4 separate regions of the Mus musculus genome follow, and regions 1, 3 and 4 are each linked to region 2. Evidence: chromatin contacts called from public promoter capture Hi-C data. All regions are on one chromosome and are shown on one strand. The core of a region is the stretch at or near the end of the contact, and the rest is flanking DNA. Distances in the headings are between cores, read along the strand shown. Region 1 holds the start of D130051D11Rik (a long non-coding RNA gene). Region 2 holds the start of Creld2 (cysteine-rich with EGF-like domains 2). Region 3 holds the start of Fam118a (family with sequence similarity 118, member A). Region 4 holds the start of Nup50 (nucleoporin 50).

Evidence for each region. Promoter capture Hi-C pulls out the DNA fragments that hold promoters and counts their contacts.
Region 1: a promoter capture Hi-C map of pre-B cells shows a contact between it and region 2. The contact joins the promoter of D130051D11Rik here to the promoter of Creld2 in region 2. A contact is called at or near these places in 2 of 39 promoter capture datasets (maxillary cranial neural crest and pre-B cells).
Region 3: a promoter capture Hi-C map of pre-B cells shows a contact between it and region 2. The contact joins the promoter of Fam118a here to the promoter of Creld2 in region 2. A contact is called at or near these places in 2 of 39 promoter capture datasets (the HPC-7 cell line and pre-B cells).
Region 4: a promoter capture Hi-C map of pre-B cells shows a contact between it and region 2. The contact joins the promoter of Nup50 here to the promoter of Creld2 in region 2.

The regions. Positions count from the first base shown.
Region 1 is chr15:85,631,736-85,638,251 of GRCm38.p6, forward strand. It overlaps D130051D11Rik (a long non-coding RNA gene), which reads left to right and starts at 2,861. Exons shown (of 2, transcript XR_003951642.1): 1 at 2,861-4,300.
Region 2 is chr15:88,814,503-88,821,589 of GRCm38.p6, forward strand. It overlaps Creld2 (cysteine-rich with EGF-like domains 2), which reads left to right and starts at 5,144. Exons shown (of 10, transcript NM_029720.2): 1 at 5,144-5,332; 2 at 5,429-5,511; 3 at 6,027-6,137; 4 at 6,633-6,724. The coding sequence starts at 5,210. It overlaps Alg12 (asparagine-linked glycosylation 12 (alpha-1,6-mannosyltransferase)), which reads right to left and starts at 4,816. Exons shown (of 10, transcript NM_001142357.1): 1 at 4,756-4,816; 2 at 1,565-1,752; 3 at 1,356-1,488; 4 at 792-965; 5 at 1-146. The coding sequence starts at 1,729.
Region 3 is chr15:85,033,138-85,039,730 of GRCm38.p6, forward strand. It overlaps Fam118a (family with sequence similarity 118, member A), which reads left to right and starts at 3,925. Exons shown (of 9, transcript NM_133750.4): 1 at 3,925-4,107.
Region 4 is chr15:84,919,127-84,926,329 of GRCm38.p6, forward strand. It overlaps Nup50 (nucleoporin 50), which reads left to right and starts at 4,302. Exons shown (of 8, transcript NM_016714.2): 1 at 4,302-4,524.

The DNA of each region.
Region 1 (6,516 bases), core at 1,611-4,110, 3.2 Mb before region 2:
AGTGATTTGCTGCTTTTCCAAACCAGGCTTGCTTTCCTGCTTGGAGATTAGTACAGAGAAGCCTGAATGACGCCATCCGCAGCCACCTGGAGGGGCACCTCAATGGGCCTGAGATTTATGAACTGGGATTAGCATCTGAGAAAAAGACCCTATCCCTCCCCCATGGTTTAGCATGTAATCTAGTACTATGAAGGCAGAAAGAGGAGGATTCCTTGGGCTTGCTGGTCAGCCAGTCTGATCCAAAAGTTGAGCTCCAGTTCAATGAGAGACTCTGTCTCAAAAAATAAGGTGGGAAAAAATAATAAGGCAGAGAATAATTGAAGAAATCACTCGAAGTCTGACTCTGTCCTCCATGTATACATAAACACATACACACACTCCAAAAAGTCTTCCCACCCCAAAAATGCCTTTAGGGGGTGTTAACATAGTTGTAAGGGTATTATTGAGGAGGCTGGCTAAAGGGCTCAGGAGGTAAAGGTGCTTGCCCCACACGTTCGCCAGCTTGAATTTGATCCCTGGAACCCACATAAAAAGTCTGATTTACGTCAGGCATGTATCTAATTTCAGCACTTCGGCGAGATGGGAGTCAGAAACGGGAGAATCAGCTGCAAGCACAAGGGTCAGCTTGCCTGTACTGCGCAGCAGAAATGAGCTGCCCTCCCTCAAGGAGGTGGAAGGAGACACTCCTAAAAATCGTCCTCAGACTTCCTCATGAATATTAATAAGCTTTTTTTTTTTTTTTTTAATGTACTGTTTCCACAGCATTAGGCATCCACTCCTTGCTATGCAGCCATCAGCATCCATTTCCACACCTTCTCATCCTAAACTGAAACTCATCTGGTCACTAAGAACTTTACACTTCCTCTGGCCTCAGAGCCTAGAAACGCCATTCTCCTGTCTATGGGCTCGCCTGAGGATCTGTTGAATGGGCCTCATGATTGGATACTTTGTGTCTAGCTTTCTTCACCTAGCCCTGTTTTCAGGGTTCAATTCTGTTGTAGCTGATTGGAGAACTTGATTCCTTTCTAAGCCTGCTGATGCCCCTTTGTTTGTGTTTATGCTATCAGCTTCACCCACTGACCCATCCATGACCCTTTGGGAGCTGTTTCTAGAATTTCTACCTTTCCTCTCCTTGGAGCAGGAGTGCACAGCAGACTGACAGCATTCCTGCTTTCAAGTCCTTGGTTACATACTGACAAGAGAAATTGCTGGGCCTTGTGGTAGCTCTGGCTTTTCCATAAAGGTTTCTGTAGCAACTACGTCATTTTGCATTCCTACCAGCAATGTGAAAAGGTTCCAGATTCTCCACATACTTGCCAACACTTTTTCCATTTTTCCATTTTTGTGCTTTTTTTTTTTTTCTGTACTTGCAACCTTAGTGTGAAGTGTTTTGTGAATTTGGTTTTTTTTTTTTCCCCTCTGTTGATTGGCCACAATGAGTATCTTGTTGGCTGTATGGGTCTTAGCTACTTAGTCTTTAAAAACATTTAAGTCCTTTGCCTATAATTAAATTAGGGATTTCATTGTTGAGTTTTAGTTCTTTATGTAATCTGGACACTAGGTATCTATTTTTTGGCTACAAGTGATTTATCACTTGTTGAAACATTGTTACCTTTTAAATGTAGAAAACTCAAAAGAGGGCCGAGCTTGGTGGCTCAAGCCTTTAATCCCAGCACTCCGGAGGCAGAGGCAGGCAGATTTCTGAGTTCGAGGCCAGCCTGGTCTACAAAGTGAGTTCCAGGACAGTCAGGGCTATATAGAGAAACCCTGTCTCGAAAAAACAAACAACAAAAACAAACAAAAAACAATAACAAAAACAAAAGAGAGAAAGAAAGAAAGAAAGGAAAACTCAAAAGAGATGGAAACAAGACGGCCTATGAGAGTTAAATAACAAAGGGGTTTCCCATCTAGGGCTGTGTGGGGCCACAAATAGGGCTATGGTCAGACCCTCACAGCAACACCAGCCACAAAAAGACAAAGGGCAAGGTAGTACTGTATAGTATTGTCCCTATTTCTGTTTCAAATATACATAGAATTATAAAAATAGAAACGTCAAAATGTTAACACTAGTGATCTTAAATAATCAGAGTGTTTATTTGTTTTTGTTGTTGTTTTTTGTGTTGTTGTTGTTGGTGTTTTTGAGATATAGCCCTGACTGTCCTGGAACTTGCTCTGTAGTCCAGGCTGGTCTCAAGAGCAGAGATTCACCTGCCTCTACCTCCCAAGTGCTGGGATTAAAGGAGTGTGCCACTACCTGGCATATTGATCAGGTTTTTAAAAATTCTTGTCAACTTTCTAAATTTTCTCCAGTAACGTATGATTTTTGAGTTGGAAAATTATAAAGTTTTTGTTTGTTTGTTTGTTTGATACTAGAATGGAAGCCAAGGTCTCCTGTCTGCTAGGAAAGGACTCTACCAACTGAGGTACACCCTTAGATCAAGAACTGGGTATTTTTAAGGTATTCTCAAGTGTTACTGCAATTTTGCAAGACTCTTTACATCACGTACACAGCCTCAAAAAAGGAAAAATCTCACGAGGAGCTTGAGGGTTACCCGTTTTCTTCCTCCTTGCCAAGATTTACAAACTCCAAGGGCAGGAAAGCTTTCAGAACAGAAAAGTCTGACTAAAACGAAAATCTGATTCAAGTGAAATGCAGCCCTAAGGTTCACAGTGACAGGCTGAGAGCCCGCCCTGAGTCTGCGCAAACTCATTTAGGCCGCGCGCAGAGGCTCCGCCTCCCGCCTGCCCGCACTAAGGTTGGGCGTGCCCGGCGCCAGGTCCCGCCCACATACCTAGGCCCCGCCCCACACGCAGGCCTCGCCCCGGAGCCGCAGCCTGCTAGGCCGTAAATTTGCATTCAGAGCTGGCCGACCCAGGGCCCGCCCACTCTGTGCTTCACTCCGCCCGCACCGCCCGCGACCCCGGAAGTCGGAGATGGTGGCCCAGTGGCTCCACCTCCAGCTGGGCAAGGCTCCGCCTCTAGACAGGGCCCCGCCTCTCAGCTGCGAACCGCGGCCTCCAAGTATGCCGCACCCTGGACTTCATTTCCGGCGCAGGCTACTTAGAAGTCACGCCCCCAGACTCGAGAGGCCCCGCCCTACGTCTACCGCGAGTCTGCTTCCGGGGTGGAGCGTGAGAGTTGTGTGTTATTTTAAGGGCTGTGGGCGCCGTGGGCGCACTTCTGCCTTTTCTGCTCCCTCTGTACCCCCTCAAGGTGTGAGCGTGGAGCTTTCTAGGTCCCTAGAGGGGGCAGGCCACGGCACCGTCTTGGCGGCGGAGTCCTGGCACCGGGAACCCGAGGCCCCTCCTACTTTAGACTGTAGCCTCCCTCTGTACCAGGAGCGACGTGGCCCTGCCGGGTGCTCAGCCCTATCCAAGAAATGCAGAGCCCAGGCTAGCCCCGCAGTGTGAACGCCCCTTTTGGAGGTCTGCAGGCCCAGAGACGAGAGCGCCTATTTGTTGACAGCCACTTTTCAGGAAGGCCCGCACATGCTTCTGATGTGCTGTCGCAGGGCTCCTAGCCACTGTGGCCAGCACTGTCCCTCCACAGAGAGACAAGTCCTTCCACACCCTGGTTCTGATTCTCTGGTTTAATCTGTTCTGCTCAGCTGGAGCACATAGTTCCTTTCCGTGGTCACCTCTCGTCGCCAGCACTGCCCCGTTCATCATTCTTTATTCCTAGCCAGAAGACTTTAAGCATCCTGGAGGTGCCTGATGTCCCCACCCCAACTTGTTCACCGAGACCATCAAATAAAGGTTCTTTAACCTTTAATAATGGCTCATACAGAGGACCCACTGTGGCTTAAAACATCATGGGGTTGCTTAATCTACTAAATGTCCTGGCTTATCAACTCAGCACACTGGAGCATGTGGTTTCCCCTGGTGATGGCCAGCGTTGAGAAAGGGTGCTTATATCGCATTATCACCAGCATGGAAGAGATCAAACTCAAAATCCCAAGTAGTGTTTCTGCTGATGCCTGTCGCTTCTGCACCATTACAAGATCAACCCCCAAATGAAACATTGTAGATTGTGCATCATTTGTGCGCTGTCTTTCTTTGTACCGGAGTCAGGAGTGGGTTGCAGAAGATGGTCTCTATGATGCCTTTGAAGAACATGGAAAAGTAGGTGATTTCCAAGCATCTGGTTTGTTGGACCAAGCCTGCCAAGCCACTCTCAGGGACAGAATGTGTATGAAAGAGACCACCCAGTGTTCTCATATATAATTTTGAAGAAACCAGCCTTGTGCACTGAGAGTGCCTCTCTCTTCTGCACCTACTGCTCTCCTTGGGATAGCCTAAGGTATCTTATTGGTTCCATAGTGTCTTTCCAGGTCTTATGTGGTGGCTGTTGGCAGCAGTGGGTACCTAGCCCTGGGCTTGAGGTTCTACCTCATTTGTTTGCAATAGTCCAGATTTTCTAGACTGAAATGTGCCTCAGAGAGGCAGCCTTACAGTGCTTTGGTTTTTTGGTTTTTTTTTTTTTTCTTTCTCCATATTAGAAGACAAAGCTTGGGAACTGGATGGGCACCTCTATAAAAAGAAAACACATGGTTTCCAAGAGAATGGCCTCTCTGGTTTTTGTTTTGTTTTGTTTTGTTTTTTTCCCACCAATTGTGGACAGAGGCACACTTCAGCCCAATAATTTCAAGTGAGTCGAGGAATCTCAACTCAGAGACCAGTGCCCCCCTTTTTATGGGAAAAAAAAAGAATAAATGTGTCTTGGGTGTGGTCCAAGGAATAAGGACTCTTGGAGCTGAACAGGACTTAGTAGGAGGGTCTAGACTACTTTTGTGCTCAGAAAATCATTCTGGGTTCCACCTAAGCCAGTATAGGGTGAGTATTTACTCCTCAGGGCATGCTAGCCACAATGCAGAGAGGCCTCGCTGATTCAAAAGAGGCTTTCAGCTCCAAACCTCTAAAGAACTAAGGTTTCCCGGGAGTTCAGACTACTCTGAGGCCTCAGGCAAGCCCTTCATCTCCTTCTTTCCCTCACTCTCTTCCTCCGTCCCTTCCTTCCTTTCTTCCATCCTTTCTTTATTTCTTCCTTTCTTGTTAAAGATTTATATTATTTTAAATTTTGTGTGTGTCTGTGTGTGTGTGTGCATGTGATTATACTCATAAGAGTGCAGGTGTCCAAGGAGGCCAGAGGTGTTGGATTCCCCAAAACCAAGAGTTAGAGACAGTTGTGAGCCATCTGATTTGGGTGCTGAGAAGCAAACTTCGATCCTCTGGAAAAGAACTATGTGCTTTTGACCACTAAACCTTTTTTCACCCCTTAGTTCTTTCTTTTTGTATGTGTGTATATGTTTCTGTGGGCCATGAGTGTGGGTATTCATGCATGTGTGTATGTGGAAGCCAGAGTCTATGTACAGTGTCCTTCTCAATCATTCCTTTTATTTTTGAGTTTTAAATTTTTGTTTACGTGTACAAGTATTTTGCCTGTATTTATGTATGCCTGCCTGCATGCATATTGGTGCACACAGAGGTCAGAAATGGCCATCAGATTCTCTAGAACTGAAGTCACAGACGTTTGTGAGCCATCATATGGGTGCTAAAAACCAAACCTGGGTCCTCTGCAAGAGCAACAAGTGCTGTAAACTACTGAACCATCTCTCCATCCCCCTTCCACTTCGTTCTTTTGAGGCAGAGTCTCTCACTAAGCTAGAACTTAGAGATTTGGCTAGGCTGGCCAGCATGCCCCAGGGAACCTCCTGTCCCTGCCTGCCCAGGGCTGGGATTGCCCATGATGCTCAGCTCCTATATATAGGTTCTAGGGATCACACTTAGGTTCTCATGGTTGCACAGCAAGGACTTTACTGACTGAGGCAGCTCCTCTTTCTTAACTTCTCTGAGCCTCAGGTTTCTCATCTGTTAAATGTGGAAAACCATATTTGTTATTTGGGATTAAATAAGACAAAGAGATAGGATCAAAATACATTGTATACTTGTATGAGTTTTTCAAAGAATAAATATAAAATGTCAATTAAAAAAGATTAAGGGGGAACTGCAACCCTATAGGTGGAACAACAATATGAACTAAGCAGTACCCCGGAGCTCTTGTCTCTAGCTGCATATGTATCAAAAGATGGCCTAGTCGGCCATCACTGCAAAGAGAGGCCCATTGGACTTGCAAACTTTATATGCCCCAGTACAGGGGAACGCCAGGGCCAAAAAGGGGGAGTGGGTGGATAGGGGAGTGGGGGTGGGTGGGTATGGGGGACCTTTGGTATAGCATTGGAAATGTAAATGAGCTAAATACCTAATAAAAAATGGAAAAAAAGGATTAAGGGTCTGGAGAGATGGCTTAGCAGTTAAGGGCACTTGCTGTTCTTCCAGAGGACTTGAGTTCAGTTCCCAGCACCCACTTCCAGCTATTCACCACTGTCTGTAACTCCAGCTCCAGGGGGTCTAACACCTTCTTCTGACTTCTACAGGCATCTGAATGCATGTGCACATACACAGTCATGTGCATATATATATACATAATAAATAATAAAGTAAGTCTTTAAAGATACA
Region 2 (7,087 bases), core at 3,894-6,393:
CGTCAGTCTTCTTTGGTACAAGGTCAGCAGCAGCGCAATGCCCAGCAGCATGGCCAGCTCAGCCCTGAAGCCAATGATGACGAAGGCTGAGAGCCAGACAAACAGGGCCCACCTCCGCTGCAGCCAGGCTGTGAGGGCTGGTAAGACTGCAAAACACGAAACGCACGATAAGGGGGCTCGCTTTCTTATAAAACACCCCCCCAAGTCACTCTGCGGGGGCTGGAGTGATGGTTCAGCAATTTAGAAACTGGCTGTCCTTGAAGAAGACCCAGGTTTCACTCCTAGCACTCACAGGGCAGCCCACAGCTGTCTGTAACTCCAGTTGCAGAGGACCTGATGCCCTCTCCTGGCCTCTGAAGGTACTGTACACACATTATGTGCTTAAATACATATGGAATACTCATACATGCAAAAACTTAAATAAATAAATAAATAAATACATACATACACTCTAGAAGCTGTTCAGCACTTCAGAGTTTAAGGCAGGGGGATCTAGCATTTAAAGCCAGTTTGGACTACATTGTAGGACTATGACCCAAAATACTAAAACCCAAAATATACACAGACAAACCCGAGAAGCTTGCTTGCCCAGACAGAATGTCTGCTGGGCTGGCACGCAGGTGCTTCAGGGTAGTGTTCTCTAGAAGAACCAGCCCTGAGTACAGAGAGGCCTGCTTCCAGAGGAAGAGACCCTGAGCAGTTTATGAGGAGCCCAGGAGGTGGGGGACAATGCCAGGAGCAGATGTGTGTACACTGTGAGGAGTCAGAAGGCAGAGCCTGAAGCTACATACCCACAGCCAGGGCCAACACGTTGGGGAGTGTCCTCGTACAGTAGAACATGAGATGAAACTGTGTGGCTGATATCCAGCAGAACATGACAGCCACCGTGGCTCCGAACTGCTGTCTCACTTCCTTTTGTAATGTCCAGAGTCCAGAAATCACACCAAGCCCAAGGACTCCTCTGACTAAATGAAATGAGCAAAAAAGTCACTGATGTGAATGACTCAACAGGAAACACAGATGAAGCCAGTGTCACTTGCAGTGGCACTCAGTGACAATATGCAAGACACTACATAGGAGCTCACATCTGTACCAGAAGTGGCCATGGGGCCTGTGTGTGGACGGAGACCCACACAAACCACGCCTCTGACTTCCTTTCAGTCCCACAGTCCTGGCTGGCTGGCTGCTGAAGTATGTCATGAGGACTTTTGTGGAGTCTAAGGTACAGGGCCTGCTTGCTTGTCCCAAGTCTGGCTGCAAGGCTACAGTGAGTCCAGCCAACCCCCACCCTACCCCATCCCCACCCCACCTGTGACCATGTGATGTCACAGCTCTTGCCCCTGTGAGGCCCTTACCTATCAGCTGAGAATAAAATTTGGATACTTCTAAAAGCGAGAGCACATAAACCACGGGGCTGGAGAACGCTGCGATCACCAGCGGCCCGAGGAACGTCCTAGGAACAACTCCAGGAAACTCGTGGTGGTCGTACTGCAGGGAGAAGAGTGGTCAGCGCACAGGCTGGGCAAGTGAAGCAAGCGTCCGCTCACTCGGTGCAGTGCCTCACCTTGTCTATGTCCAGCTGGTGGTACAGGAGGTCATGTGTGGCCTGAAGGTTGAAGCTCTCTTCTACCTTGGTGTAGGGACATATAACCAGGTGGATGGTGGCTACAGTGACCAGCAGCCCCAGAAGCGGCCATGACCGCTTGCCCGATGACTTCTTGCCAGCCATGTAGAGCTTTGAACTTCATGCGCCTTCACAGAGACACAGACAAGGAACACTGTTACCTTACACGGTCAGACATTCCTAAGACGTGGCTTGAGGTCACACAGGTAAGATGTGGAGGAGAGGAAGCACAAGACCCCTTGAGATGGCTATTCTGTCAACTTGACAACATCTGAAGTTAACTAAAACCCAAGCAGCTGAGTACCCCGGTGAGGGATTGTTTATTAAGTAAATCTTCTGAAGTAGGAAGATCCATCTTTGATCCGGTCACAGCGTCTGCTGGCAACCTCTGTAAAGGACATGGAAGAAGGAAGCTTGCTCTTGGTCTCCTGGCAAATCCATTCCTTCACTGGCAATGGTTCCTGTTTCCTCAGGACCCCAGTGTATACTGAAGCCCACCTGAGGGAAACATCCAGCCTTGTACACTGAACAACTACTGGATTCCTTGACCTCCCACTCATAGGCAGCCGTTATTAACTAGCTAGATCAGTCTGTAAGCCACTCTAATAAATCCCATGCATGTGTGTATGTATATATGTGTATATATGCATGTATGTCTGGGCATCTGATTCCCTGGAACTGGAGTTACCGGCAGTTGTGAGGTGCTGTGTAGGTGCAGGGAACTGAGTTTTGGTCTTCTAAAAGACCAGTCAGCATTCTTAACCAGAGTCACCTCTCCAGCCCCAGCCCCGTGAAATATAATAATGCTCATAATTCCTATGGTCTCAGTTAGGGTTTACATTTCTGTGATAAAACACCACACCCAAGAGCAACTTGGGGGAAGAAAGGGTTTATTTCATCTTACAGCTTACGATCCAAGGAAACTAAGGGCAGAAACTCAAGGCAGGAACTTGGAGGCAGGAGATTAACGTGGATGGAGGTCAAGAAGGAGTGCTGCTTACTGGCTTGCTCCTCATGGCTTGCTCAGTCTGCCTTCTTATGGCACCTATGACCACCAGCCCAGGGATAGCATCACCCACAGTGAGATGGGCCCTACCACATCACCAATCAGGAAAATGCCCCACAGGTATTCCCCAGCCCTGCGCAAAGGCATATTATAAAGACTTTAGTGAGTGTAAATAAGCCACAGCGTGCACTTGCTTATTCCAAGTTCGGTTGCAAGGCTACAGTGAGTCTGGCCAACACTCCACCACGTCTGACTATGCCCAGCTGAGTTAGACCCAATAAAAAGTCCTGAACTGAGAAAGTGTGACGATTGACTAATTAGGTTATAGAACAACATGTACATAAAGTTCCCAACCTGGCACAAAACCATACTGGGGTACAGTGATGCACACTTAGGATTCCAGTACTTGGGAGGCTGAGACAGGAGAAACAAGAGGTCTAGGTCAACCTGGGTAACTTGTTAAGAGCCTGAAGCCCTGGGTTCGGTCCCCAGAACCGGATAAACCCCAGGTATGTAAATATATGTGTGTATCCCAGCACCTAGGGGGTAAGAGGCAAGAGGACTAGAAGTTCAAGGCCATCCTTGGTATTGAAAAGGATGGGGAAGAGGCCAAGCCATCGAGGGAGGCAGCAGTGCGAGATGCGTTGCTTCAGGGACTCCAACTTCGCTGCTTCAACTATCTGCTCTGCAGACCTTTGAAGGAAACCCAAGCTTTAGGGTGGGCTATTACCCACAGAACTCACCCGATCCTCCTCCTTCCTCACAGCCACAAAGGGGTGTGTGTTCTGCTGAGGACCAACAGCAGCTATTTTCTTTCTTTTTTGTTTTTTTGTTTCTTTCGAGACAAGGTTTCTCTGTGTAGCCCTGGCTGTCCTGGAACTCACTCTGTAGACCAGGCTGGCCTTGAACTCAGAAATCCGCCTGCCTCTGTCTCCCAAGTGCTGGGATCAAAGGTGTGCATCACCACCGCCCGGCTAGCTATTTTCAAAGACAACAGGAGACCAGGGTGAGCTGGACCGCTCAACCAGGAGCAGAAACAATACAAGGGAGTTATTCACCAGTACATAAAAACAACTTATCAGCCGGGCGTGGTGGCGCACGCCTTTAATCCCAGCACTTGGGAGGCAGAGACAGGCGGATTTCTGAGTTCGAGGCCAGCCTGGTCTACAGAGTGAGTTCCAGGACAGCCAGAGCTATACAGAGAAACCCTGTCTCAAAAAACCAAAAAAAAAAACAAAACAAAACACCTATCACAGGAATGGGGGCAGCTGCAGGGAAGAAGAGATGCTAATGGCTAAGCTCCAGGAGCCAAGCTCCAAAAAGCTATACTGCTCTTCTGAAGGTCCTGAGTTCAAATCCCAGCAACCACATGGTGGCTCACAACCACCTGTAATGAGATCTGATGCACAGAGCAAGCAGAGGTCGTAAATTCAACTCCCAACAACCAGATGAAGGCTCACAACCCTATGTACAGCTACCGTGTGTACTCATATACATAAAATAAACAAATCTTTAAAAAATTAAAAGCTATACTCTTCGCAAATGTGGCGTGGAGGAGGAGGGCATCTCAGATTAGGGGGTACCCTTCAAAGATCCTGTCGTCCCTGTCCATTGTGATTCCAAAGCTTCCAAGGGAACTGTGGGAATCATTCGTTCAAATTGTGGCTTTAACCTGGAAGTGTTAGCTGGTGTAGATGAACTTACTTGTAAACCAAAGACCAGACTAAACTGTTACTATTTATACAATCAGATGTTCTTTAAAATACACATAGTCCACATCTCCTCCTCCTCCTCCCTCAGGTCACTTAAAGTTCGGAAGGTCATTGTGAACTCACTGCCTGAGGCCCCTGAGGAAATGTCGACCACTGGGGCCCCCTCAACCACACTGAGCAGGACCCAGATGTAGAGCTCTGTTTACGGATGACAGCTCCGGGCGCCAGGTGAGGAGGATGGATGAACGGTCCAGGCCTCGGGCGAGATGTCCCGCCCCCAGGGACACGCTCAGCCTCTAAGTGACAGGTCCATCCCCGGGTTGAGGAACTCAAAGGCCGTCACGCGCGCTCGGGAGAACCCCAGCTTCGCCACCTCCCGCCCGAGTACACCAATCCCGGCGACGCGCGCTAACCTCTCCTCTCCGCAGGACCCCGCGGAACTGAGCAGACTGACCAAGGCAGGAAGCCGGCTGCGGAAACCGGGCCCGGAAGCCAAGTCTTTGCCCGAACTTGACATGGCCACCATTGCCCAGGCTGGCGACCGCAGCTGGCGCTTCCCGCCCGGAGAAAAGATGGCCACTCGTGGAGGGCGGGGCATGGGGACCCGATAGAAGATTACGGTTCTGCCTCATTCTCGCGGGACGCTGACCCGGGGCCTTCTCATTGGTGGCTTCTCGTGGCGAGCCTCAATTGGTCCACATCAGGCAAGGGGGATTCCTCCGGCCAATAGAAGCGCGCGGGGTGAAAGGTGGGCGGGGCCTCGGCGACGCAGTCAAGTAGCCCGGGGAACGGCCGGCGCGCGGGCCGGTGGGCGGAGGCTCAGACTCCGCCGCAGTTCTCGGTGGGTCGCCGGGCAGCCCTCCCGCCATGCACCTGCTGCTTGCAGCCGCGTTCGGGCTGCTGCTGCTGCTGCCGCCGCCCGGGGCCGTAGCCTCCCGGAAGCCGACGATGTGCCAGAGATGCCGGACGCTGGTGGACAAGTTCAACCAGGTGGGCGGGCGGCGGGGTCCGGGGCAGCGGCGCTGGGGCAGGGGCTGGCGGCGGGGTTCACGGTAGCCCATCGAGCTGGTGCCACCTCCACTACAGGGGATGGCCAACACGGCCAGGAAGAATTTCGGTGGCGGCAACACGGCGTGGGAAGAGAAGACGCTGTCTAAGTACGAATTCAGGTGAGTGTTCCCAAGAAGTGCGAGGATGTGCGGTCGCGGTCTGTGAATCGGTGGTCAGACCTTGGGGTCGGTGCAGACCACCGGCACACGGAGGAACCCCTTCGATGGTGGTGGACACCTGTCAATGGTCGTCCCTGCCTCTGGCCACTCAACTGGTCTGTGGTTTCCACACTCCCTACGGCCACTTCTGTGCGCACAGACACTGGAAGGCTTTTACACACACGCACACGGGCCTTTTGGAAACTCAGACTGGAGCCCCTCGCCCTCCTAGAGACTTCTGGCTTCCCTGACTAATGGAATAAGCTCCCTTTCTCATGCTGTAGGGATGGAGGGGCCTACCATTCCTGGGTCCGCTGCACACCCCCCGGTTAGCCTCCCCTTACTGACTAACCTTGCCTGTGGTTGTAGAGACTCTCCTCTTCGCTAAAGTAGTCTCTAGGAGGGACATGTGTAAAGTGAGCAGACTGGTGCTTTGGGGTGCTGGTGCTTTGGGGTGCTGACAGATTGTGTTTCAGTGAGATCCGGCTTCTGGAGATCATGGAGGGTCTGTGTGACAGCAGTGACTTTGAGTGCAACCAACTCTTGGAGCAGCAGGAGGAGCAGCTAGAGGCTTGGTGGCAGACACTGTGAGTGCCTGGGACCCTGTCTTCTGATCTCGCATTTTGCAGTATCTTCCCAGTAGAGAACCTAGAGAAGCAGGAAATATCCTACATCCCCATCCCGATTTACCCCTGCGCTGCCACCATCTCTTAGAAGCTTCCAAGGAGGTCCTGTGCACACCTGACCCTTGCTTCCCCCATCACATAGCCTTGAGGGCGTGGACAGTGCCTCCTAGCCCGAATCACCTGAGGTCCTTAGTTGCTTCAGCCTGAAGTTAAGAAGTGAAAATTGGAGTGGTTAAGCCTCACTTCAGCGCATCGTTACTGTCTGGCTATCACTGTTAGTTACTGATCTCTTACTACACCTAACTTATAAAGTCAACTCCCCCGCTGATATGTTTGAAAACGCCTGTGCTATATTTAGGGTTTGAAACTGTCCAAGGCTTGGAGCATCCCCACTGAGCCGTGCGTGCCTCCGGGCCAGCGTCTCGTGGGATTTAATGACCATTTCAAAACCCTCAGGAAGAAGGAGCACCCCAACCTATTTGAGTGGTTCTGTGTACACACACTGAAAGCGTGCTGTCTTCCAGGCACCTACGGGCCAGACTGTCAAGGTACACCCCCCCCCCCCCCCCCGCCCCTCCGGGACATCCGAGCCTGCATCTTTCCCATGACTCCTCTCTGATGCCCTTCTTGTGTTTAAAAGCACAGAGGGAATTTGAACTGCATGCTCTTTCTGTGGAGTTGGGGAACCCTGCCTCTTTCCTCAGATACATAGCTGTCCACCCCTGCTCTGGTGCTGTGAACCTGGGCCATAGGCTCCCGCATCACTGCTGACTTCTGACTTTAGGGAGTTCTCCTCTTGCCCTCATGAGTGTTCAGGGGGAGGGATCACAGTCTCTCGAGCTCCTCTGTACTGATGGGAGTTGGGGGTGGTAAGCATTCTTACCTAGTCCTGGCCCCTTCTCTGAGGTGAC
Region 3 (6,593 bases), core at 2,675-5,174, 3.8 Mb before region 2:
TTCCAGGACAGCCAGGACTGCACAGAGAAACCCTGTCTCAAAAAACCCAAAAAAAAAAAAAAAAGGATTGCTAAAGTGCATTTCTTAAATCTTCCACTGCTGTGGGTTGCTGGAGGGCTTTGCATATGCAAAGCGAGCCGCAGCCTTCTTGATTAGTTTCAGTTTGCTTTTACAAATAAAGTCTGAAGGTTTTTAAAAAATTGGACCCTTTACCTCCTTATTATTGAACTGTGAGAGTTCTTTATATATTTTAGATCAGGTCCTTGGTCAGACATACACGTTCCAAGGTTCTGATAGTCTAAGTCTTTCCCCTATGTGATTTATTTTTTTTCTCCCTGGTCTTATTGGCCCCACCACTCCCGTTGGCAGTCATTTTTCCTTGGCTAAACAGTCATTTCGACAAAGGGCGAGTATGGTTTTTCTGTTGTATCCTGAGCTCCTAGCACAGTGGGCACGTGAATACTTATTCAGTACTATTTCATAGCTCTTGGGGGTACAGGAGACCTGGGAGAGGAGGGTCTCAGAGCAGCCTGCTGCAAAGTTTCAGGTCAGCAGTGAGGAGGCCCTATATGAAGTAAAGGTGAGGCAGGCACAGCCATTCGGGGTGAAGTGGGTTAGAGGTTCTTCCAAGCAGCCCTACCGCCAAAGTCATCTTGCATCATCCTTTCTGCTCAGAGGCAGGGAAACCTGGACGACTTTGGGTGTGTGTGGAGCAGGGTGAGGGTCTTTGTTGGTTCCTCTGTCTTTAGTGTTTATGGCTTGCATGCAGGATGACACATACCTGCAAGTGGCTATAGTGCTTGGTATCTATATAGGCTGCGGTAGTGACTCAAGATCTGTTGTTTGCCCCCCTGTACACTGATGCAGGGTCTGTTTGCTGGAGGCATTCCAATTTTATTATAAAGCACCAGCTTCAGCCCGGCAGTGGTGGTGCAGGCCTGTAACCTCCCCTCCCTAGCCTGAAACCAGTTTGCTCAGGTTTCAGTGTTAGAGAGCCTGGGGCAGAGCTTGCTGCCCTATCGTCCTGCCACTCCCACTGCTGCTGCCTGCCACCTAGCTGTTCCGGAGCTATCACGTGTTCACCTGCAACCTTACTCCAAGATGATTTGGCGGGAATCGGGCCCCTTCCCCTGCTTCATAACTGAGTGTCAGAAATAATAAAATTGAACCTTGATCAGACTGCCTGTCTTGGTCCCCCCCCCCCCCGCATGCGCGCGCATACATGCCGCCTAGCCCCCCTCTTCTCTTCCAGGTTTCCAAGATGCCTTTCCAGACTAGAACCTAGGCATGTGAGCCACTGGCTGAACGAAACACAGGCCTTTAATCCCAGCACTTGGGAGGCAGAGGCAGGCAGATTTCTGAGTTCAAAGCCAGCCTGGTCTACAAAGTGAGTTCCAGGACAGCCAGAGCTATACAGAGAAACCCTGTCTCGAAAAACCAAAAATAAATAAATAAATAAATAAAGCATTAGCTTCATCTCTGGTGGGCGTGTGTGGGTGTGAGGGGGTGACAATATGTTGTCGTGGGACACCTGTTGTGTCTTTTCTACCACCCTAGCATTTCTCACTGAGTCTGGCAGTTCTTTCCTTTCTGGTTGTGCAAAGTTCTTTCTGTAGCAAACCAGACAGCAGCACACTGAAGCAGCTTGACTGACCAGTTAAGTCCCTGTGTGTGTGTGTGTGTGTGTGTGTGTGTGTGTGTGTGTATCCATGGCATTACTGTGGAGATCTGAGGACAAACTTCTCTGTGGGTTTGGGTCAGGGTCCGTCTTATGTTGTTCACAATGTCATGAGCCAGACTCGCTGGCTTTGGAGCTTCTGGAATTCCTCGGGTCTTTGCCTCTCATCTCACTGTGGATGTGCCACCATGCCTGACTTTTAGGTGGGCTCTGGGGATTCAAACTCAGGTCTTCATGACTGCATGGCAAATGCTTTACCCACAAGGAGACATCTCCCCATTCCTGACTCTGTTTTCTGAATCTGTGGGGGAAAAAAGTCACAATCCTTACTGCACAGGGTTGCTGTGAGAGTGAAGGAAGAGGTGTCACAGGGAAGTTTAGCACATAGTTTGTGCTTTGTAATCATTACTCTCGCAGACTTCCACAGGCACTTGCATTTCAAACAGACTGACATCTCCTGGGGTAGCCACTGCTGCTTGCCTCCAAGGCCACCTTTGGTATAACAAAGAAAGGAATCTGGTCTGTTGAACTCATGCCATGAAACATATTTTGTGCACACACCTATTCATGAATTTGTTCAGCCTACCTGAATGACGCACTGCAGGAACACACTGGCGGGCGCTACATTATCTACTCAGAATGAACACAGTGGACAGGGATTAAAGCAGTTTTCTGAGACTCCCTGTAAATCAGGGTGATCCTAGTACTGCCAGGCTGGGTAGAAAGTGTTCATCTGTCTCTCTTGGATACAGAGGAGGGCATTGTTTCTAAGGTGTCCCTTTTGTCCCTTCTGTGGGTTTGCCCTTGTAAAGCTGCTTGGCTGAATGGGCAGAGACTTCCGATCTGTGTTGACCTTAGATGGAGAGTTGGGATTACTGAGGCTCTGCCACACTGGATCTTGGAGGGCATCCAGTGTGTGGGTGGTGTGCTGTGGGTTCTAACTCCTCAGCTCCTAGCCTACAGTCTCCTTGAACAACTTCCTTCCTGTAACCCGGGAACTTCTCCAGTGTCACAGGTTCAAGTCTTAGGACCCTTTATGGAAGCAGGAGCTTGTGAACTAAATTGCATCACATGTAAATTGTTCAGTCTAGTAGTGGGAAGCCCAGACCTTTGAAGCCAATGCATGGTTGGTATTGCCAATACAACTTCTCTGGGCTTCCTCCTCTCCTGCTGTTAATTGCAGTAAATGGGGTGCCATCCTCATGGGAGATGTCCTGAGGACTGAAAAAAACATTTTCTCAAAGGCCAGCTACTTAGTAGGTACCCAGACTCAGGTGTTCAAACCACTGTTCTGGGCTCTGGTGCCACAAATTTCAAGCTGGCCAGGTAGTGATTTTGTATACCTTACACCCACAGAGTAGGTGGAACTCTGTGAGCTTGAGGCCAGCCTGTTCTACAGCGCTAGTTCTAGGACAGCCAAAGCCACATAAAACCCTGTCTCAAAAAGAAAAGAACAAAAACCCAGGTTTTATTACACATGCATTTTTCTTATGGGGCTGAAGGGATGCTTACAGCAAACCCATGTAGAAAAAAAGGAGCCAGAGGTAGAGGAAGTCCAAATAACTTGCCTGGGCAGGCCGACCTGGGAAGATGAGGAAGAGGAAATAGGCTTTGATCCATCCCAGCCTTATTTAGAGAAAGGAGAGGTGTCATTGACTTTTAAAGGTCCTCATGCTGAGTGCTCCAGCGCAGAGCCCACCCACGTGTACTCTCGAACGTTCGGGGTGGGCACTGAGTTCACCCGATTAACAGGTGCTGAACCTGGGTACATATGCTCATTAGTCCCTGGATCTAAGCCCAAGCTAGACGTGTCCAAGAGGCACATCGGAAGGGCCAGACGCCTACTCTGACACGTGGTAAGGGAGTCGGTCACTGCGGGGAGGACGTGAAGCATGCTAGGCTGGGGAAGGGCACAGGCTGTACAGCCTGTGGCTTGAGGTAGATGGAGTGAGCCCGGCTGGAAGTGGTTGCCCAAGGGTGGTTCCGGCCGAGCTCAACGCCTTCTGCGTTTCCGCGGGGCTGTCCAGGCGTGCAGATGGGGAAACTGAAGACAAAACAGCGCTGGGAAGACTGGCCGCGAGACATTCAGTCTCTTAAGACCAGGCTCATCGTGGACACGACAGCACAGTCCGTGGGTCCAATCGTAGCTTCTCTTGGGGGCGGGACGCGTCGTGGCCACGCCCCTTCGGGCGGGGCTTCCCGTTGCCGCGGGGCCGTTGATTTCAGGGCGGAACGTTCGCGCGGGCAGTGCGCGCGCGCGGGGGGAAGGCCTTGAGAGAGCGCTGCGGATTCGGCTGGGCAGGCTCGGCGTGGTGCACGCGCAGCGCCATCCGGCGCAGCGCCCGGCGGCTCCACCCAGCCGAAGGGGCGCGACCCGGGTGGGAGGCGGCGAGAGCGCGAGCGACACTGGTGTCTCCGTGGCACGGCAGGTGAGGCGGCGGGTCGGGGCTGGGTGCCAGCGCCTCGCGTCTCCCCAGCCCTCAAAACCCGCCTAGGGTGCCCAGGACCCTAGTGCCCTCTGATGCGCTGGGGACCCTGCCTCCGACATCCCCTGGGCTGCCTGGGTCCGCGGCCACCTGTGGACCTGATTACCTTCCACACCTAGAAAACCTCACCATCCTCCAGATTTCCCTCAGACTCAGCACACAGACCTCGGCGGCTTCAGGGCCCGAGACCGTTATATCTTCTCCAGAAGTCCAACAGATCCCCTCTGGTCCAACTCCAAAGCTTCGGGTCTCCAGGCCCATAGACTCCCATCCTTTCTTGGGTGGAGAGGCCTTCAGACCCACCTATCCCTAGAGACCTTCCTTCCTAGGATCTCCTGCCTCCTGCTCTCTATCTTGAGGTCCACAGAGCTTTTCAGCTTCTACTAGAGTGTTCTTGAGGTTTGTGAATTGTAAATAGGGATAAAAGTAGCACCATCTGATAGGTCAACAGAGGACCACGCATAACCAAAGAGGAGGTGGGATGTGGGGCTTCGCATGTGCGTTTGTTTTCACCGTGCAGTGGAGGCTGGTGTGGGACCGACTCATTGTGGAGAATGGCAGCGCTGGGAGTAACGGGAGTTGGGCAGTCAAAGCTCTTTTAGATTGTGCCCTCAATGTGTGGTAGTTTCTGTTACCACACACAGCCCACCAAAACCAGTCCAGGAAAGTAAAGCTTGATTACAGTGGTCTAATTGATGGGACGAAGGTAAACTAAAGGTCCATCTTTCTGGGATCCTGATTTAAGGGTGGCTGTCTTCCCTGAGGTGGAGGTTTGGGGCCAAATGGTACACATCTTATCATTTTCAGTCCTGGAAATCTCTAGAACAAGGATTATCCTTTCCTCGGGCTATTGTCATTGATAAACAGTCCTTGACTTGCTTGCTACACCGGCAGTCTGGTACCCTGAGGTAAAGCCCCAAGAAAGAACATGGCCTGATGATTGTGAAAGGCAAGGGCCAGGCATTTTTAAAGAGGGAGTGGATACCCTCTGCGGCCCAGTGCTGGGTGCTGGAGGCAGATGACACAGCTCCAGCTGGTAAGGGTTGGGAGGTGGGGATTAGCCAAGTTGGTGGTACTTAAGAGTGCCTTCAAGGCAGCTGGGGCTTGGGGGTTCTAGAGAGTAGCTGGGGTGAGGGAAGGGGATGCAAGAGGTAACAGGGAAGCAGACTCTTAAAGGTTGAGGAGTTCTGAGGATCACACCCAGGCCTTATGTTCACAGGTCAGACTGACTGGTGACTGAGCCATGTCCCTAGTCCTGGCTTACATATTTTTTCCAGTGGTCACTTTAGCTGTGGTGGAGCGACTTTTTTTTGTAGGCCAAAAGACCACAAAAGGTAGGAATGACTTGGACCCAGGCCGTGTGGTTCAGTAGCTCTCTAGAGCTTGACTGAGCTGAAAGCCCAGGCTTCGAGCTTGGGGCACTGACACGGGAACTTTTTTTAGGTGAGATTTTTATCTGTTTGCTTATAGGTGGTACTCACCTTAGCGCCTCACCAGGGTGTCTGCTATCCAAGTATAAGACACACTGCTTCCGGTAGGGGGAAGAGGGACTGAAGTCAGCGGGGGAGTCCTGAAGGAAAGGGGAAGGTACTGAAGGAGACGAGTTCGGATGTGTACCTGGAGGGGTTGAAGCTGCAAGCAGGAGGTGTCGATGTCCAGACAGGTGAGCACTGGAAGGTGTGACATGCACTACTGTAGGCAGTGAACTAGGGATTATAAGGAATAATGGATGAAGCCGGATTTGGGAGAAGGAGAGGGAAATGGAGATAGCCTAGTGCAGGAGGGCTTTCTGTGGCTACCACAGCCACACGTGACTGATAGGTACTTAGAATATACCTACAGTGGCAGGACTGGCATTTAATGGGTTAAATCTAGGGGTCCTGGGAAGCATGTAGGCTTCTCTGATATTATCCCATGGAATGCCTCTGGCCACCTGGCTTGGACACACTCTTCCTTTTTCACGTGTGAGGAACAGTCTCAGGGTGAGCCACGCAAGGCTGTAAGCAGCACAGCAAACTGTTGTTGGCTGGGCCCTTCTGGGTTGTGTACCTGTCTTTCCTCCCCAGCCTTCTGCCTGGAGACATGGCCATACCTCTTGTTTAGCTCTCCTTATCAATTCTGCTAAAGTTACTGTGTTCTGCAGGCAGCTGTGTGACAGAGCTGTCGGGGTTGGCTGTGTGTGTGTATCTGTGTCCATCTGTCTGTCTGTCCATGTTCTGGGCTTTCTGATGGTGTGTTTCTGGAGAATGGCAGAAGTCCCACAGGCAAAACGTAGCAGCCAACCTTGGGGCCCAGGATGACCTAGGAGCGTGACAGGGAGGCCTGGGGCTGCAGGGCGTAGGTAGGCCTGAGCTGAGAGTGAAAGGAATCGGGGTAAGCCAGAAGTGAGTTAGAGCCAGAAGTGGGAAGATGCTGGCCAAATTACTGGA
Region 4 (7,203 bases), core at 3,052-5,551, 3.9 Mb before region 2:
CCTGAAGAAGTTGGTCCTAAAGTCAGCTAAAGGAGCAGCAGCAGCAGCAGCAGCAGCAGCAGCAGCAGCAGCAGAATAGATGAACTTGCCATCAAGAATGAAGGCCAAGCAGGCAAAAGAGCAAAACTCTCTGGCTTCCATATTGTTTCATCTGAGCACTAACAGAAGGCCCCTCCCATATTTAGGGTGGATCTTCCCACAGCAGTTAAGACAGTCAAGACAACCCCCAACCCCCACAGATGTGCCCACAGGTGAACATGACATAGACAAGCCTACATTGAGGCTTTCTCCCCAGGGGATCCTCCGTAGTCAAATTCACAAACACATCATTACTTTAAAACCTTAACTTTCACCTCTAGTCTCCAAAGTCTCATGTTTACTTTATATAATACATACTGTATAATGTATTCCAGCTTTTTAAAAGCCCCTAAGCAGAGCTAGTGATGGGTCAATGGCCAAGAGCACTGGCTACTTTTTCAGAGGCCCTGAATTTAAGCCCCAGCACCCACATGGCAGCTCACAATCATCTGTAACTCTATTTGCCCACCTGACACCTTCTGACTTCCAAGGGTATCAGGCACACTTGTGGTATACAGACATACATTCAGACAAAAACACATACATAAAATTTAAAATAACTTATTAAAGTAAAAATTTGGGAGTGGAGACAAGGGTATGTGTCATAACAGTTTATAATAAGTTTCAGGAGATTTGACACACTTGTCTGGCTTCTGAGGGCACTGCATGCACATGGTACATAGACATGTGCTCAGACACACATAAAATAAGTATTTCTTAAAACCCCAATTTCTTTACAAATCTCAACACTTTAAAAGTCCAAAGTCTCTAAGTGAGCTATAAAAATCAAAACCAAGTTATATACTCAGGGCCATAACAAATAATCACACCAAAGGGGGGGGGGGGTCAAAATCCAGCTAAGAAAACACAAAATATTGTAGTTTGTGTGCCCAGCATCTGCAACCTTGAATGTAAGGTTCTGGACTCCCAAGGGCTTACGTAGCAAAGTCTTTAAAAGAATGGTTAGTCTTATACCTTAAATATGGTAATGTAGATTTATGAGACATAACCACTGACATCTCAATAGATACTACATTTCATTATAAAGAAATGGCAAACAAAAAAAACAAAACAAGAAAACAAAACAAATTAAAAGCCGGGCAGTGGTGGCCCACGGCTTTAATCCCAGCACTTGGGAGGCAGAGGAAGGCGGATTTCTGAGTTCGAGGCCAGCCTGGTCTACAGAGTGAGTTCCAGGACAGCCAGAGCTACACAGAGAAACCCTGTCTCAAAAAAAAAAAAAAAAAAAACCAAAAAAAGAAATAGGAGAAAACACAGTATCTGCTTTCTATATGCACAAACATGTTTTTAACAGGACAAAAACGTCAGTTACAGACCTCTTTTCTGTAAGGTCACATGGCCACCGTTGGTATTCACAACTGCCTTCCTGTACTACCTATTCTGTATTTCCTCCACCCTCAGCAAGCACATTAGTGAGTCTTGGTTCTTTACCTGGAGTTAGGGAGACCCATATCTTCATTACTGAAGGATCTGGGCAATCTAATCATCCTGTCTGGGTTGGGCTGTTGTAGTTTCCCAGAGTTTAATCACAGGACATGGAACACAAAAGAGATGCCCTGAAGACACATCCCTGTATGTTGGGTTTCCCTAATGCTTATGCATGTCCACAATACCTGCAGATACAAAATCTTACGATGAGTTAAGTCATTTCTCTCTTTTTCAAATCTTAATTTTTGAATATGAATGTTTTGAACTTCCAGTGTTGTGTATCCATCAGATAAGACTGCTGCTCAGACATGAGTTTAAGCCAATACAAACTCTCTTAGCTGACCAGTAACCTTGCTGGGTGTTCAGAATCCCAGCGTAGCCCAAAGTCTTACTCAGGGCGAGTTAAGCACGGACAACAATCTGGGTTGACATACTTCAGTTGAGCTGGGTGACTACATTTAGAAACTATGAAGTATGTATGGCCTTTGATGGCCGTGGTCATTGTTTTCATTTTACCAAGTGGTGCTGCTTGCTGAGTTTCATGGCCTGAATGGTACCACCATCAATGGAGTCTGTTGTGTTAACGTCCGGGATCCTGTTATGGAGGGTTGTGAGCTGTCACGTGAATTCTGAGAACTGAACCTGGATCCCCTGAAAGAACAAGTGCTTTTAAACACCGAGTCACTCCAGTCTGCTCAAGGCTCTTATATTAAGTGGCACAGTATTCACATGAAGTATTTTACTTGCAGGTTTTGCTGTTGGAGAGAGGATCTCACCTGATCCTTCAACATGGCCTTGAACTTGCAATCATGTCCCAGTTCCTAGATTACCCAAACTGCCTATAACCTGAAAGAATTCCGGGCAGGTTTCACACGGACATCTCACTCCAATGAATTCGGCTTGCAGCTAGGTTTTTGTTCCTCAGTACTGAGTGGTGGAATTAAAGGTGTGGACTACTACTTCCAGTTTACTTAGGTTTCCTTTTGCAGTACTACGGCCTCACAGGCGCTAGGCAGATACTTTACCACTGAACACCCCCAACCCTTTCTGGTTCTTCATTTGGTTGCTTTTTGGTAGTTGTGTTTTTGTTTGCTTTTGAGACAGGGTCTCAATATGTGAGGCTGGCCATCTTGGAACTATGAAGATCAAGCTAGCCTGGAATTCAGAGATCTGCCTCTGTACTGGGATTTAATCAAGTACTGGGATTAAAATGAGCACCACTATGACCAGCCAGTTTTGTATTTTTATTTATTTTTGGGAGAGGGTCTAAGTTGCTCAGGCACGCTCAACATAGATTTGAATTTTATCTGTGGCCCAGAATAGGCCTTAAAGTTTTGATTCTCCTGCCTCAACTGTCTGAATAGCTGTGATTGTGGGTCTGGTCTGTATTAATGAGGATCTTCTTGTTACTCTGGCTGGCCTGGGCTGATCCTCTTGCCTCAGCCTTCCAGTAACTGTGACTTTAGTTGAAAATGCCCATGACCTGACTGACTTCAGATACTTAAATTATCTCTGGAGTACTTATAGCACTAAATATGACGTTAACGACATAGCTGAAATGTGTAGAGAATGACAAGAAAAATACCTTGCATGTATTTAACACAAATTTTCAGAAGACACTTCATTGGCAGTCAGTTGAATCAAGAACAAATGTGTGCATTAAATGCGATCTGGCTTTTTCTCTTTCACTCTGCTGGATCTGGGGGAACTGAATTTAGGGCTTTCCTCGTGCTAGCCAAGTACTCTACCACCGTGCCAGCTAGTCTCCTTTTGCAGTTCTTGCAGATCGATGGATGAAACACCCTGAAAATAAGGGACTTGACTTCTCCCTTGGAACCCCCTTTGTCCTCTCTCAAAAGTTTGGAACTATTGCTCTAGAAATGCTAGTTTCTCTGAGACCCGTTTCCGGATGGTTAAGGATGGGTCTGACATTCTGGTTCACATTCTCGTTAAAACTCAAGCAGAAGAATTAGACCAACCGGAATCCCTTCTTAAACAACTGAACCGCTTTAGAGTGCTGTAGTCAGCTAAAAGCACACAAAACACGAGTCCTGGTCCAGGACGCATACGGTTCGTCCCGCAGCTGAATCCCTCCGGGGACTTCATCTCCTGTGGGCCCTAGCTGGTCCTGCAGCTTGGGGCAAATTTACAGCTCCCAACGAGGAAATCTGTGGACATCTATCATAAAGCAGCAATTGGGGCAGGTGACCTTTAGAGTCCGTCCCGCAGGGCTCTCCAGCCCCATGTCGGGAAGAGCTACCACAAGCTTCCAAGTCTCCGCAGACTGAGATCCACCCTCCCCAAGGCCCGTCCACGTGAGAATCACGTTGCACCCGCCTCGTGCTCCCCCCAGATCCACGGCCAGTCTCCTCAGCCACCCACCACACCATCGGAGGCCTCCAAAGTCACTGACCACAACGCCTCCCGCTAGTGTCTCGGCAGCGATTGGCGCGCGAACCTCCTCAAACTGGGACGGCGGCCGACACGTGACCAACGTGCTTAACCCGCGTTTGACAGTGGCTTTGGCTCCCGGCCCGCTGCCCGCGCTCCCTGTGCGCACGCGCGAGCTCCAATGGTCCTCCCGGCGACTGTTTCTAGGGCGGGCTTGCGCATGCGCCGCGCGACCCAAGTGGCCCTCAGGAGAAGGGGCCGGCGGCGGAGGCTCCGACGCGCATGCGCAGTAGCTGGATGCGGGCGTCGCTTGCCTCTTCCCCCTCCCCCTCTCTTTTCCCTCCGATTGGTTCGGAGGCGTCCATTCGAGTTACAAGATGGCGGCCCCGGGCGCTCTCTTCACCGTTCTGTAGCAGCTTCGGGCTGAGCGGATGTCTCTTCTTGTCCTCAGTGTCGGACTCAGAGACACACGGCTCCCGAGTTCTGCTGATCACGAAGTTCCCGGAGGCGCTCGACGCACCGGAATCTCCCAGCGGCCGCGACCGCCGCCTCGGCCCTGCTCGCCGCGGCGCCGGGACTCCAGCGTGATCGGCGGCGGCAGTCAAGGTAGGTGAGGGCCGGGCAGGCCAGGAGGGCGGGGCGGCGGCCGCCTTGGCGACGCGGCGGGCTGTTTGTGAAGCCGGACCGGGCCGGGCCTGCCGGGCGAGCCGCCTGGCAGTGGAAGGCTCGGCTGAGCGCGGGCCTCGGCCCCAGCGGAGGTAGGCGGCGGTGGCAGGGCCGCCCTGGCCCAACCCTGGCTGGCCTTCGCCCCTTACATGTCGTCTCCCCGGCTGTTCGGTCCCCCGGTGCCCTCACCGAGTTTCCAGGCCGTTGGTCACCCGGGTTCGTCCAGGGCCACTTTTGAGGTTTGGGCTTTTCCGGGGCGTTATAGTGACCTCGATCGGCTCCTGGTGTTTTCCTGTGAAAGTCATCTCTTGACCGCAGAGTTGTGCGGGTGCGCACACCGCAGGAAGCGGCCCGATCGTGAATAATTCACACACACACACACACACACACACACACACCATCACCATCCCCTGTCAACACACACACACACCCCGTCCCCCGGCAACTTCCTAGCTTCATATCTTAAAAGCATTTCGTGGAGCCATTTTACCCACAAACGCAGACATTTGGCAAAGTCTTCCGGGCAGCTGTTGTAAGTCATTTATTACAGGGATTAAATTTCCCCGGTAACATATTGGTAGAAGCTTATCTAGTACGTACGAGACCCTGGATCCTGTCCCCACCGCTTTAAAAGAAAAATAAAACAGAAAAGCTTTAATAACAACAATAATAGCTGGCAGATAAGTCTCAAGTGCCAGGCCTTGTTCCAGATAATTTGCAGAGTTGTGTTTAACTATGGAATGTGAAATAAGTAGGTATTTGGTGCTTTAAAAAAAAAAGTATGTATCTCCTATGTTGGCCTTGAACTTGTTCTATGGCTTAGACTGGCCTCAAACTGTCATCCTGCTTCAGCCTCCCTCTACCATCACCCGGGTTGGTGAAATGTGTTTTAAAAGTTTAGCCTATAGTAGTAGTTACTTTTCCCTCTACAGCTTTTGAGTTTTGGAGTAAAAATAGGGGTTATTTTTGTTACTATTTTGACAGGACACTTCCTCTGTTTGAGGCACTCTTCTAAGCTATGCCATCTTAGTTTTCATAGCAGTCCCTCTGTCCCACAGATAATCATTCGCCAAACCCGATTGCCCAGGCTCGCTCAGCTTGTCCTGGAAGCTAGCAATAGCATCTTGTATTTTCTCAAATAAGTAATGCCTCGGACCACTGAATCAACAACAGATCTATGAGCCAGGTAGGTTTGGGACATTTTAGAGTCATCAGGAAACAAAACTAGAATTCCTGGCCTCTGACTCATCTGAGTAAAGTGTGAAATGGCAGCGGCAGCATTCGTTTGTTTTAGTCTGTCAGGTACTCTTTAGTTTCAAGTCTGAGCTAGACAGTTTAAATGCGTTTCCCACTATTCCTTTTGTCCACATCTTAAAACAGTAAATCTAGCAGGGTCACTGCTTACCTCTTTTGCCCTCTGGTGGTGATGTTAGGTAATGATTAGAAAAATTTCCCTAGGGATCCAGAGACCTCACCTGTGAACAGTTCTGTAAAGAACGCTATTTCTGATAAGATTAATTTTGCAGCGGTTTGGGAGAGGAGTTAAAAAGAGACGGTTCCCAGTTACTGATATTTATTAAAACTCATGCTGTATATTTTAGAATCTTCATTTTTAAAATCATTCATTCTGTAATCAGAAAACGTGCCTGTAAGAGAAAAATGTAAAAGGTTGGAATGTTTCGAAAGCTGGAGCCCTGCACGTCAGATATTGGAAGGCTTTGGAATTTATGATTTCAAACTTACTCTGTAGTTGCTAATCTGCTGTAGAGCATTAAGCGATGGGTAAGTTTGTATCTAATGACTGTTCCAGGCCTACTCTGGTGGGATGTTGTGCTGAGGGTAAATGAATGGAGAAAGTATCAGGAAGGAGTACCTACTGCCAGCCTGGGCAAGTACCCTCGCTGCTAAAGCTGCTCTGAAGAGATGAAACAGTGCTTAGAACAAAACCCTCCAAGCTCCTGTCTCTCTCTCTGTCTCTCTGTCTCTCTCTCTGTCTCTCTCTCTGTCTCTCTCTCTGTCTCTCTCTCTGTCTCTCTCTCTCTCTCTCTCTCTCTCTGTGTGTGTGTACAGTGCCTGTGCAGGACAGTAGAGGGCACTAGATCCCCTGTAACTCCCAACAGGAATATGAGCTGCCTGACATGGGTGCTGGAACTGACTTGGGTCCTTTGCAAGAGTAATAATGTGTGCTCTTAACTGCTGGGCTATTATCTCCCTAGCCCCTGTTATTGCTATTTCTAAAAGGCAAGGCATTTTTTTTCTGGAAACAGGTTTTCTCTGTGTAGCCCTGGCTGTCCTAGAACTTATTCTGTAGACTAGCCTGGCCTTAAACTCACAGAGATCCACCTACCTCTATCTCCTGAGTCCTGGGGTTAAAGGTGTATGCCACCTTGCCTGGCTCTTGTTACTACCACTACTACTGCTGCTGCTGCTATTATTATTATTATTAATTTGTGCTTGCTCACCCGTGGAAGCCAGAAAAGTTAGTTAGATACCCCAAGAGTTGGAGTTACAGGTACTTGGGAGCTGCTGTTGGGTATTCGGAATCCAACACTAACTTCACGAGAGCAGTGTGCTTTCTCGCCTGTCCGGTCATCTCTCCAGCCTTGATGCTGTATATTT